Regions from separate parts of the Mus musculus genome. Here region 2 is linked to region 1. The links are chromatin contacts, called in public HiCAR-type maps. All regions are on one chromosome and are shown on one strand. Each heading gives the region's core, a stretch centred on a gene start, on an enhancer-like site or on the middle of the called end of the contact. The rest is flanking DNA. Distances are from core to core; before and after follow the strand shown.

The links. HiCAR-type assays count read pairs that join an accessible place to other places.
Region 2: a HiCAR-type map of fibro-adipogenic progenitors shows a contact between it and region 1, with 5 times the contacts expected there. The contact joins two enhancer-like sites. A contact is called at or near these places in 9 of 39 promoter capture datasets (the 3T3-L1 cell line, cranial neural crest, frontonasal cranial neural crest and 5 more), 1 of 115 datasets of contacts at active chromatin or transcription factors (fibro-adipogenic progenitors) and 2 of 9 other capture datasets (adipose tissue and embryonic stem cells).

Annotation. Positions count from the first base shown.
Region 1 is chr5:38,877,624-38,884,499 of GRCm38.p6, reverse strand. No RefSeq gene overlaps it. Among named protein-coding and RNA genes, the nearest start is that of Clnk, 4.4 kb to the right of the region's middle. Within about 2 kb of position 1,954, at least 47 of the 459 cell types and tissues checked have an H3K27ac peak or open chromatin away from gene starts, as enhancers often do. A contact at or near this core is called in fibro-adipogenic progenitors, where this site is marked.
Region 2 is chr5:39,489,643-39,496,640 of GRCm38.p6, reverse strand. All of the region lies in intron 3 of 4930513D17Rik (RIKEN cDNA 4930513D17 gene), which reads left to right. Among named protein-coding and RNA genes, the nearest start is that of Gm25377, 28 kb to the left of the region's middle. Within about 2 kb of position 4,725, at least 5 of the 459 cell types and tissues checked have an H3K27ac peak or open chromatin away from gene starts, as enhancers often do. A contact at or near this core is called in fibro-adipogenic progenitors, where this site is marked.

The DNA.
Region 1 (6,876 bases), core at 705-3,204:
GAATACATTTTGTATTTTTCCTTTCTAAGCTTGCTAGGCTTGATCAAAATGCTCTTCATAAGACTAAACCACAGTACAGTCTATGCTAGGCTTTGTTTGAGATTTCCTTTGTCAACATAATTAATCTAAAACTCTTCACTTTAGAGCCTCGGCCAGACTCTTCAGACAAAGGCAAAAAGCAGCCACATTCTTCACCAAAATATCACAAGAATGATCTCTAGGCAACATACTAAAATTCTTCTCTGAAACCTTTGAGCCAAGCCCCCAGCACTTCAAATAATCTTCACAAGACTGTAATTCCATGTTCTTGCTATGCTTAAACCATTCCATTGCTTTCCTAATTCAAAACTCCAAAATCAACATCCCTCCAAACAAAAGCACAGTCATGCATATATATCGTAGCAATGCCCAAATCTGACACCACTTTATCTTAGTTAGGTTTTATTGCTGTGACAAAGTATCATGACCAAAAATCAAGTTGAGGGAAAAAGGATCTATTATTGGGTTCACACTTTGAAATTACAATCCATCACCGGAAGAAATCAGAACAGGAATTAAAGCAGGGCTGGAACCTGGAGGCCAGAGCTGATACAAAGGCCATAGAGAACCTTCTTCCCCAGTAGTATGATAGAACTTTTCAGCATTATGAAAGCTAACCTATAGGGATGGAGCTTATAAATTTCGCCATGCTCTAACTCATGTATGTGGTCCTTAGCAATAGGGACTTACCCTCAAGTCCAAGAAGGTAACCAAGAGCAAGAGCAATAGTGCATGGAGGAAGGGGTGTTATGGGACCTTACTGACCAACGCCAACTCTGAAAGTGCTTCCCACACCCAGCACTGGGCCTTTCTTAAGATGTTTTCATTTCATTGTTAGTGCCTGCACATATGCACGAGAACTGTGCTAGTCCGGGTGTCCACAGAGGCCAGAAGCATCAGATCCCGTGAACCTGAACTTACAGACAGTTGTAAAGCAATATATGGGTGCTAGGAACTGAACCCACATCCTCTGCAAAAAGGCAGCAGGTATTTTTCCCTGCTGAGCCAGCTCTTCAGCCCCAGCCATTTGACTCTTTAGTTTTAATGTCCACACTAATTTTACAATGGCTGCACTGGCATGTACAGAAGACCATTAGCTAAGGAGCCATGCCCCTACTGCTCCCTAAGAGACCCTAGAATTAGAGAGTGTTTACCTTACTAGGATCCATATAAAACCTGGAGACTTGGGATCAGGTCTCAGCCTGTCTGCTGACGAGAATTCAGTGCTGATGCTTCACTGCACAGTGCCTTTGTTTCTTCTGTTCAAAGACCGAAAAAAGCCAGGTCTGGGACAAGTGTTCTGAAGATTGGATATGAGAGCCCATCCTTGCTCAGTGTTCCACCAGCTCCAGGGTCCCGATGAGATTCTTTAATGAGTATCTTTAAATCTCAAATGTCTTTTTATTTTCTAAAGATTTATTGATTTTATTTATAGGAGTACCCTGTAGCTGTCTTCAGACACACCAGAAGAGGGCATCAGATTCCATTACAGATGGTTGTGAGCCACCATGTGGTTGCTGGGAATTAAACTCAGGACCTTTGGAAGAGCAGTCAGTGCTCTTAACCACTGAGCCATGTTATAATGAGGATGGGGGTGTGTAGCCTCAAATGCAAATGAAGCAATGCATGGTGTAGGCAAGAGCTTTGAAAATGTGACTGTGCTATTCATACCAGTATAATGTTCCTGACTTCCTTAAAGACAGGGAAGTATCCAAGATTTCCTTCTCCTTTATACAGAAAGCGAGAGACAGACAGACAGACAGACAGACAGACAGACAGACAGACAGACAGAAAGACAGAGAATGAAGGAGAGAGGTGAGCAGTCCTATCCCTCCATAACACCACAGAGCCAGGTCCACCATAGGTATTCACCTCAGCCTCCTTCCTCTCCTTCTCTATTCTGAGTCTGTCTTCAGGCTACCTGCAGCCTGTTCACCGTGAGTGCTCACCCTGAGAGTCTATCATGGGATTCCTCAGCCATATTCCATGCTATTTTTCTTTTTCTTAATCCAACTCTTCCTTCAAGACCTGAATTCAGCCAATGTGAGGACAGATGGTGTGGGGCCCTTTGCCCTGCCAATTTAGCAATCTTGGCAAGAACTGGGTCCTTGTGTGCAGGGGGGGTGGGGTGGGGGAGTGATTTTTGCTTGCATAGTTTAAAAATACTACAGTGTTTTTAACCTCAGGGAAAAATGTTTGGCAAACAACCCATAGCAGATTTTCTTTTTCTTGTGGATGATGTCACATCCCTAGCCAGATTTGTCTAAACAAGGCTCTGCTCAAGAAAAATGGCTAGCTCTGGGTGTCGTTACCATGTAGCATTAAGAGGCATGCCAAGAGCAGGTTTGGGTTAAAATGCTTGGGTCTGACCTCTGCCTTAGCTTTCTCCAGTGCACTGTGAGGTCATTTACCACGATAGAGCTCTGTAGTCTCATGAATGAAAAACAACAATTTTAAGCTATAATCAGTTCAGTTCAGCAGCTGCTGAGTGGTTTACTGTAATAGCATCTGGGGTGGTAAGTAAGACAGCCACCAGCCAGGATTTTGTAATCAGTCATGCTTAAACTCAAAAATTGGGGACCTCTTCTGGTGTTCCCTCTGCTTAGCGATCTCTTCCATCTGGAGTAATCTCTGGTTAGCTCCTTTTCTGCAGTCAGATCTCACTCAGTTCACATGCTCCCTCTGCATAGATTGAAGCTTAAGTTATCTTGGGTAAATCTGCCAGTGCCCATGTCCTGACCAACCTCTCATTTTATCCTCTTTCACTCTGTCATGGCACTGTGCTGTGTCTATTTTGTGTTTGTGTGCTACTGGCATTTCCCAAGGTCAAGCCACATGCCTTTCCCATGCCGTGTAGCAGGACAGAAGTGCCTTTAGCCTCCAGTCCTCACAATGGGGGCCTTGGAGGTAAATGAATCACTCACTCATCTTAGGAGAACTTGCAACATTTGAATCTGCTTCTTCAAATGTGTACCAGAAATAACAGTGGTATCCATCTAGACATACTGGGTTTTGGTTTTTGGTTTGTTTTTTTTGGGGGGGGGGGGCGTTGTTTCTGTTTTTGGTTTTTGTTGTTGTTGTTTTGGTTTTTTTTTTTTTTTTTTTTTTGAGACAGGGTTTCTCTGTGTAGCCCTGGCTGTCCTGGAACTCACTCTGTAGACCAGGCTGGCCTCAAACTCAGAAATCCACCTGCCTCTGCCTCCCAAGTGCTAGGATTAAAGGCATGTGCCATCACTGCCCAGCTAGACTTACTGTTTTATTATAGCATGAACCTATGTGAAGTGCCAAGAGCAATTATTGACTCAACTGAAGTGTTGACACTTAACCCATGAGACCTTTCTGGAGAAGCTTGCTATAACTTCAATAGTGGACTTGTGAACATGGTGTGAGGCAAAGATTTTAGGGACGTTCTCTGTCTGCCCTTACTTATCACCTCTTCCCCTGGCAGCTCCAAAGGACTTAAACATGGGTGTAATACAGCCATTCTAGAAAAATACATGTCAGAAATTGTGTTGTGCTCTGAACTGCCCTTTGCTGGGACTGTAAGCTCCTGCGAGGAGTCCTCATATCCATGTACCATTTCTTCTTTTTCCGTGGGATGGCTAGCCAGGGCAGCTGAGCCAGCAACTGGAAACACCTTAAGATTCTTAAGATACACAGTGTTCTCCAAGAGATCAGGCCCATTCAAATTTGAGCTTTTCTCCTGGTAACTACTTAACCTTTGTAAGAAAGTATCCAGTGGTGTCTCAGAACCAGCTCAAGTTGAGCATGTCTGAAATCCAGCAGAGGAGGACACTTAAGCTTAAATTCAAACACAAATGCTCCATTTTGGGAGACAGGACTGTGATGTGAAAGAGAGCACAGTTAATTGCGGTGGGCTGAAGGTTCACAATGTGCACCCTGGGACCACAGGATAGGAGATAACAGGAGAACACAATTAGGGAAAGCTGAGTCCCTCTCTGACTTGTGCCCAGTGTCCAGCTGCCTGAGGCACCAGTAATGAGCAGATGCTAAACTGTAATAAATCAGGAAAGCTAGTGCTAATTAAGTCAGGTTCTACGCAGGATTTCTCTTGCAATTTTTTTAAGTGTGATTTTGATCCACTGAGTAGACAGTCCTTAGAAAAAGACAAGCTCTTCCAATAAACACCACCCCTCTTCCACGACGATGTAGAAAATTGACTCGAGTTTGCGGGGTATGAGTGCGTGTAAGCTTCACGGTGCAAGTGCAGCGCTTGACAGCAGCCCAAGACCAGCTGCCTGACAGGAGCCTGGACTTGGCAGACAGCACCAGCTGCAAGCAGGAAACTGAATACCAAGAGGTGTCAGAGTGTTTACTCAGAACTCCCCGTTTCTTTTAACACTTAAACTTCTTCTTATTCCCAAAAGAAGATGAGGATAAAGACGAAGATAAAGAAGAAGCAGAAAAGGAAATTGCAAAAGTTGAAAGTAGAACCAAGTTTGCATCTGCCCAGAGTACTTACTCACTGGAAATCCATTTCTAAAAATGCAGGGACCAAGAAGACATTCTACATCACAGCTCTGGATTTGGTCCTTCTTCTTGGAGGTCTGTAAAAATTTAAAAGGTTAAAAATAATTTTAAGTATACATTAAGATGTAAATTTTAATGGACAGTGAACTCATAATAAAAGTTGGAGTGGGTGGAAAGTTGCCCTCTTTGGCTGGGCTCTAGGTGGTTGACACAGGAATCTAACTCTCTCGATTATGCAACAGCACAGAGCCATCCTCTCCCATCTCACATGTAGCTCTACTGTACCATGCAGAGCTCTGCTGTACTACAAATCTCCTCTCCACATATGTAGCCTATTATTTGTCCATTGGTGAGATGGACATGCCTCCAACTGCAGGCCCTCATTCCCAGGCTTCCTGTTGAAAAAAAAAAAGGATTATGCTCCTTTCAAAGCCAGGCATCCCCTCAGTAATACAGCTGGATCCTCAGAACCTGAGTGTTCAAACCCAGACTCTAGTGAATTTTCCTGAACTACCCTCTGGTGACTCAAGGCTCATGGACCTAATTGACCATGCAGGTGGGGAGGGAGGATGGAGGTCAAGAGGCAAGAACTCTTGCAGCAATTAGTATAAAATAAAGGACAACAAATTGAAGGACCGCCTGTTCAGCCTGAGTGATAGCAGCCAAGAGGAAATGTGGGCTGTGGTCCTCAGCAGAGTGAGTATTGCCCTGTTCTGGCTGTTTCCAGGCTAGCATCTTCCTGTCTCTTCTGCATTCCTGTAACTTGTTGCTTTGTAGGTTCCTCAGGAGAGCTTGGCTATCCTCCTGGCATTCAGATATACAACTCTTGGGCTCCAGATGTTTTCCCACACCATCCCTCTGTCCCTATCTTCCTTCCTTCTCCACTCTCTGCCTTCCTTCCTCCTTCCCTCCCTCTCTTCATTTCTTTCCATCCTTCATTTCCCTTATTTCTCTTCATTTGGTCTAGAAAATCCTCACCCATCATGGAGACCTTGGCTTTCATCATCACCTCCCGAAAGGAAGTATTTTCTGAACCCAGAGTGGGCGATAACTAGCCTGTTACACACATGTGAGAACCTCTGTTTTCCTATCTCAAAAGAGCTACCATGTTTAGCATTTCTCATTTAATACCTCTCTGGCCTATTATCCCCATGAAGCAGCAATATTGTTTTTCTTTTACCTTTGAGCCTCTATATCTGACCCAATGCCTGGCATGTAGTAGGCAGAAGGAGCCAATGAACAAAAAATTGTCGAAGCAGGCCCACCTCATTGTATTGGATGAAATCAATAGTTCTTTGTTAGTAAAGTTTGTCCATTTTTGACTCCTCAAAAAAGTAAACTATGAGAGATAAAGAGCAAGGTATGTGTTTAATGCAATTGTGTTCTAGCATCTAATAGCATGATTGGCAGATAGTAATTGTTCTCTGCTTTTTGAGACAGAATTTCATGCAGCCCAGGTTGGCTCAAAACCACATCATAAAAAATGATCTTGATCTACGGATCCTGCTTCCTCTCTATCCCCCCAAAGAACTGGGATTACTTATTTTTCTATTTCAAAAAAGCAGTAAACATCACATATAACCATATTCCCACCAATCTTTAATTCTTCCTTAATGGGTATTTTGTATTGGACTTGCCTTTTCAATGTCCTTAGAACTAACTGTAATGTGATGCCTATGTGTTTTCCATTGTAAAGTACTTGTCTGCATTTCACTTTTGAGAAAGTGTCTCCATACTCACTCTGGATGAAACAAACCAGGAGTCTAACCTTGGTCAATGAGATCTGAACAAACAGAATGCTAACAGAGACTTAAGAAAGGTGTGTGTGTATGGCTTCCACCCTCTTGTACTCAAATGTCAGGAAAATGAGCCTTGGACAGCCTGCAGAGGGATGAGGGGCAGCTTGGAGGGATAAGGGGCAGTTTGGAGGCCCTCCAATGGGTGAAGAATGTCCTTTCAAATTTTTTATTTAGTAGTCCTTATCCCTAGTATATCAAAATGTGACCTATATGGACAAAGGTTTTTACAGAGACGTAAGTTTAAAATGAGGTCAGAGTGTAAGCCCTGATCCAGATTGCCTGGTTCCTTTAAAAAGGAGAAATTTGAATAGACACATAGAGGATGCTGTGTGAAAAGAAAGACAGCCATCTACAAACTTAGAAGGTGCCAAATACACATCTCTCCCTCAAGAGGCCCAGAAGAAACCAAAAATGCTTGATCTTGGATTTCCAGCTTCCAGAACTGGGAGACAATACATTCTACTCTGTAGGCCACTACTTTCCGTGGGACACTGGTGTGCAAAGCCTAACAAACTTATACAGGTCTAGACCAAAACAACCAACTAAC
Region 2 (6,998 bases), core at 3,476-5,975, 610 kb before region 1:
AGAGACAGCCTCTACTCCAGTTGTTGGGGGACCCAAATGAAGACCTAGCTATACATCTGCTACATATGTGTAGGGGGCCTAGGTCCAGCCTATGTATGCTTTTTGGATGGTGGTTCAGTCTCTGAGATCCTGAAGGGTCCAGGTTAGCTGACTCTGTTGGTCCTCCTGTGGAGTTCCTAACTCCTCCAGGGCCCTCAATCCTTTCCCCAATTCTTCCATAAGAGTCCCTGAGCTCCATCCAATGTTCAGTTGTGGATCTTTGTGTCTGTTTTGCTCAATTGCTAGGTAGGTGTTGCCTTTCAGAGGACAATTATCCTAGGCTCCTGTCTGCAAGCATATCAGAGTATCATTAATAGTGTCAGAGATTGGTGCTTACCTATGGGATGGGTCTCACTTTGGACCTATTATTGGATGGCCATTCCCTCAGTCTCTGCTTCATCTTTTTCCCTTGATTTCTTGTAGACAGGATATATTTTGGATTGGAAGTCTTGTGAGTGAGTTGGTGTCCTTATCCCTCAGTTGGCGTTCCTGCCTGGCTACAGGAGGTGGCCTTTTCATATTCTATATCCTTACGACTATGAGTCTCAGCCTAGGTCATCCCCATTGACTCCTAAGGGCCTCACTCATCCCAGGCCTCTGAGAAATCTCTCTTCCAATAGGACAGTGGACTTTCTTAGAAGGAGGAACTGCTGATTACAATCATGACAAGCTACTGTTGATTACTGCTGAATAACTTTTAAAGAGTCACTTAAATGTTAAAATCACTTTTAAATGTTCCACAAAAGTGAGATTCTAGTGAAGGAAGGAGAAAGGAGTGGGCAATACTTCATTGAGTATAGTTACAGGGAAGGATGATGCTCTAAATACTGCAGAAGAATGAGAGGAGAGAGAGAGAGAGAGAGAGAGAGAGAGAGAGAGAGAGAGAGAGAGAGAGAGAGAGAGAGAGAGAGAGAGAGAGAGAGAGAGAGAGAGAGAGAGAGAGAGAGAGAGAGACAGAGAGAGAGAGAGAGAGAGAGAGAGAGAGAGAGAGAGAGAGAGAAAGAAAGAGAGAGAGAGAGGGAAGGAAGGGAAAGGAAAGGAAAGGAAAGGAAAGGAAAGGAAAGGAAAGGAAAGGAAAGGAAAGGAAAGGAAAGGAAAGGAAAAAGGAGGGAGGGAGGGAGGAAGGAAGGAAGGAAGGAAGAAAGGAAGGAAGGAAGGAAGGAAGGAAGAAAGAAAGAAAGAAAGAAAGAAAGAAAGAAAGAAAGAAAGAAAGAAAGAAATAAATTCATGGAAAGGTGAAGGTGATGCTCTCTGCCCAAGTACTTGAAAAAGGAAAGGAAATCCAGACTTGGCTTCCTATCCTATAGCATCTCATCTCAGATCACCTACCTAGCAAACTAGCATCGTATGAGATGTAGTACACAAATTCAGCAGAGTTGGCCTCTGTCAGCTTCCATTCCATCTGGGTATTAAGCACTAAAGGTGTAAACAGATTCTGCATGACATGCCTCATTAAAATTAAATGTCTACTTTAATGGATTTTAAAATCAAGTATATCCTAAGATGAGTGTTCTTGGTGTAGTCTTGTACATAGGAGGACTCCGGAGAATGTGTATTCTGTGACTTACTTGACGGCCTTCATTGATCCAAAGCCTTTTATTTGTTCTCGGTTTTCTCCCTTCACACACATTCTCTACTCCCATCTTGCTACCTCCATTCCTTCTCTCCCTCTCTTGTTTCTTCCCTCCCTGTTTCTTCCATCCTTCTCTCCTCTTCTACTTCTTCTCTGTCTCTTTCTGTCTGTTTGTGTCTCTCTGTATCTGTGTGTCTCACTATTTCTCTTTCTCTGTCTTTCTGTGTATCTACCTACCTATTGATCATCTGTCTATCTATCTATCTATCTATCTATCTATCTATCTATCTATCTATCTATCTACCTATCTATCTACTTATCTACCTACCTATCTATCTCAAACAGACACAAACACACACACACACACACACATACACACACACACCTAACACGCATTTGCCTTAAAGCCTGATGTCTTTTCTGATTTATTTCTCCCACATTCCCATTGTCCCTCTTTCCCATCACTTGTCTTCATTTCAAGCACCAATCTCACCCTGTTTCCAATCCTCACAGAGGTATGAAATGTTCTTTTGCATGTAATGAGGCTTTATAGTTTAAAGAAGAATTTTCACTTTTTTGGATTAATTTTTTGCACAGCAAAATTGAAAGAGAGGTATTCAAACATCCAAGCCTACTTCCTGGGGGCTCTCTACACCCAGATATAAACAGTGAGTAAGATAAAACCTTCCTTCATCATACATGAATAGCCAGCTAAATGTCCAAATTTCAAGTTCTGCACTTGGACTTTTTTTTACTTTTGTGCTGGGAATCTACATTTTACCCACTCAGCAGATCATTATAGTATAACTGGTAGTGCTGAGAGAAATTAAGCTTCAATAAGACAACTGCAACACTGAGGGCTTCAAGGGTCACCTTGGCCTTTGACAAGATGGACTTTTTGGATCAGCAAATTTAGAGTGTCACCTGAGACTATCCATCTAAAAGTTCCTAGATTATGTAAGTATCATTGTTCTGGGTACTGCACTCCGTGTAGTGGGACTTTGTGTCTATTGGTTTACAGTTTGTAGATCATGACTAGTACAGAAGTTGAATGAGTTTCTCACAGTGATAGAACTGGTAACAAATAAGGATGGACTCACAACCATTCATTCTGTCAGACATGGGTATTCCCATGCTTAGTAGACCAGGAAAGAGCGAGAATTTGTATGTTTTGTATTTGACTCAATGGAAACAGGAAAGGAAAAAGGACTTAAGCTTTTGTAGCCTTTGAGAAGTCCATCTCTTGACTCTTCTATCCAGACTAGCCACAAAGCTTCTGTATGAACTCTCTCTACTAACCTGTTCCTAGGGCTATTACACCTTTGTATGTAGCCTATATATTCCCACAAACTTGTGCTGCAATGCTACCTCTGACAATTCCAAGTAGGTGGTTATAGAACTGATGTCATTTGCTAGTTAGAAAGATTGATTCATTGATTGCTAGTTAGAAAGATTGATTCATTGGTTGGTGGTTTAGTCCCTGGGAGCTTTGGGGGTACTGGTTGGTTCATATTGTTGTTTCTCCCATGGGGCTGTAAACCCCTTCAGCTCCTTAGGTCCTTTTGCTAGCTCCTCCATTGGGTACCCGGTGCTTAGTCCAATGGATGGTTTCTGCATTTGTCAGGCACTGGCAGAGCCTCTCAGGAGACAGCTATATCAATGAACCAAAGAGTACCCAAGGAGGAACTCAAGGCTTCAGCCATATTTATAGCAGAGGATGGCCTTGTTGGACATCATTGAGAGGAGAGGCCCTTGGCCTTGTGAAGGCTCTATGCCCCATTGTAGGGGAATGCCAGGACAGGGAAGTGGGAGTGGGTGGGTTAGTGAACCAGGGGAGGGTTGGAAGGGAAATAAGGAAAGGGAATAAAATTTGAAATGTAAATAAAGAAAATATCCAATAAAAGGAGGAAAAAGATTGATTCTGGTTCATTTTAGTTTCTTTTTCCACACATGTGGATCCTCTCCTACTTCCTGAACAGAGCAGCACAGATGTAGAAAAGAAAATTAGAAATGGCAGGAACTGGCCATGAAATTCTTAGTTGTGAGTTCATACACACACACACACACACACACACACACACACACACAAACAAACACACACATACACACAGAGAGAGAGAGAGAGAGAGAGAGAGAGAGAGAGAGAGAGAGAGAGAGAGGGAGAGGGAGAGGGAGAGGGAGGAGAGGGAGAGGGAGAGGGAGAGGGAGAGGGAGAGGGAGAGGGAGAGGGAGAGGGAGAGGGAGAGGGAGAGGGAGAGAGAGAGAGAGAGAGAGAGAGAGAGAGAGAGAACAGAGTCCAGGCCAAACTGAAGACAAAGCCAGCATTTGAACTTAGACATTCCTTTGGTACTTGGTTTGTTTGTTTGCTTGCTTGCTTGCTTGCCTATTTGTTTAGGAATGTCTGTCTGTTTGTTTGAGAGTAAGTCTCACATTGCCTATGATGTTCTGGAGCTCCAGATCTTTCTTTCTGAATTTCCTAATTGCCTAGATTACAGGTCCACACCACTGTGCCTGGATTTTGTTATTGGTATTTGTTTCATTATTATCTAGTCCAAGTTATTTGTGATTTGCTGAAGAATAGGCTTGGTGACTATTGATAAATGTAAAGACATGAGGCCCATAGGCAGTGACAGAATGCTGTGCTGTTGTCTTTCTCACAACACAATTCTTCTGAATGGTACCTGGTACTCAGCTCCATGGAAACCTGTTCCTGGAGGTCATGGTATAACAATGGAATCAGGTACCAAACATCTTTAGACCCATTCTTGTTGTGATGGGTATTGAATGTGATGTTCTTGGAACCATTCACTATGACTGACTTCACAGGGACTTATGACTTTCTATTCTTATCTTCCTGTTTGGCTCTTCTCCTGGGATCCTCCCCATGTAATCTTGTAGCATAGGCAAAGATGTAACTATATTCTCTGAACTACTTCAACGTGTCTGGAAGCCATCACTGTAGGTATGATGTAGATAGAGGAGGTTGACCAGTGAATTGTTCTGAATGCTGCTCTATTTGAAAATCTTCCAGTTGTACAGGGAGATTTTGTCTCTAAGCTGTATTAGACTCCTTCAGCCACAAAGTATGAGGATGATGTCATAACACAGTAGGATCATGACAGTGATTAGACTAAAATGAAAATAAAAACAAGGATTTCTGGGGCTGCACAGCTTCTGCTCAGCATGATGGGAATTCTCTCTGTGACTCTAAGGTGGTAGATTGTATTAATACCCCCATTTACAGTAGGTGAACCAAAGCAAGAGAGGTTGCCCTATGTCTTCAAAAGCCCAGAAGTGCTGCATCTTAGTGATGGGCATCTGTATTCTGCTTTTCCAGACAGTTCTCCTGGTTGTTTTCCAAACCACACAAAGCCCAGTCCCTTGATGTGGTGACACTATCCTCTATAACTTGGCCCACATTTATCTGCAAGTCTCCATTTTGACCTGTCTCTCTGGAATTTATGTTATTGGTTGCCAGTTCTGCTCTCTCTTCTGGCATCCATGCTTTGGTTACTCATTTTGTTTAGCTTCTTCTTGGGAAGCCTGGCTTCTTCTCTGGAAAAACACTTCTGACAATGGATTCTTGTCCATTTTCTCATCTGCCTCTGATTAAATAGTAAGTTTCATGAAGAGAGAGTATTTATTGATTTTGCTTGCCATTTTCCTGAGTGTCTACTAAATCTCCTTGTCTGAATAGATTTTTGTCGAATAACCTCATGAATTAATCCCTTGAGGGTTTCCCATTATTTTTATTAATTAATTTATTCTTTGTGGGAGTTTCTGCTTGTTTGTGTTTTGTTTTCTTTTCTTTTCTTTGAGACAGAGTCTTGCTATGTAATCCATGATTGCCTCAGACTTTTGATCCTTTTCTGCCTCACTCTCTGGGAATCAAGATTGTTAAATTTGAAAATATCCATAATGATCATTTAGTATATTCACTTCACAGACAGTGGACATAAGACATGAGTTCACTGAATTGCATTTATTTAATGTGTATTTATATCACAGTTATTTGAACTTGAACTTGGACTTTGTTGCTAATTAGTTTTATGTCTGTGTATAGTTTTGAATTCATTGAATCTCAATATTCTCATCTAGAAAATAAGCTCATGATCAAGAACTCAGCAGATATTAGTACAGAGATGGGTGAGAAAACTCTTGAAAATAGTTGTCAGAATAGACATCACAAAATTGATCCTGTTCTCAGAATGATTAGGCTTCAGCTGTGCTCTGTCTGGCTTTAATTGGATAACTCTGGATATTCGTTATGCCTTGTTACTCTTACTTCTGGCTAATAGAATGCTGTTAACTATACTTCCATTGTAATATTATCATATTCATCACACAGACAGAAACACACACACACACACACACACACACACTAACATATTCTACTACCCAGACACAATGGAATTCAGAGCAAATGTTATTGGCTCCTGGGACAAGTTATGGAATTCTAGAACACTTATGAAGTAGATCTGCCTTTGGGGGCACTTGGACAATGATCAAGAGAACAAGAGGGTTATTATGAAATGGGGTGGTCCTTTCAAAAAAGTATGCTGGCCTACCTATCCTCAGGAAGTTGCATCAGTTTACCTGTTCAAAGTTACCAATGTTCAAGAGCCCAGGAGATAAAATGTGACAGGAGCATTTTCTCTGAGAGACAAACCTGAATGACACACAGTAGGTGGCCAGCATGTAGAGAGCAGCTGTCTCTTTGTGTCTGATATAACTACTTCTGTTTCTAACTCAGTGTGAGAGGAAATCTTCACAGAGGAGCCCTTCTGGATCTCAGAATTAGCCATGTGGATTCAGTGATATGGGAAAGGAAGAAATGAGGCATCTCAGCTACTTCCTCCACAAGGCTCAGTGGGATGCTTCTAACAGAACCAGATACACAGAGATTCCTAGGGGTCCAATGAGCTTAGACCAATAAGCTTTTCTGGTGTCCTTCTTCTTCTTGGAGGTCTTACTTTGTATGCTTATGTTGTCATTCTTTGCATCATCAAGCAAATATTGTTGGCAGCTTCTGCATGCTAGACCCTGGGCTTCCACAGAAGAAAACAAACAAACAGTCATCACTATCTTGGTACCTGGAGAAGAGAAAATAGTCAAAAGAGCAGGAAGCCCAATACCCTTCCTATTGGAACAGAGTGGAGCTGAGGAAATAGCTGGAAGTCTCCAGGAGGAATCCAATTGGGGTAGAATTAGGCGATACTCTCCACCCAGGACAGTGGACTTGGTGTTGGCTATATCACTCTCCCTGTTAACATATGGAGACAATAACGGAGGTCACAGTGTGATGACACCAAAATACAGTAAAGTGGTGGGCTCTTAGCATTTGGGAATCTGATATCCCAACATAAGGTCAGTGATGACCAGTGTT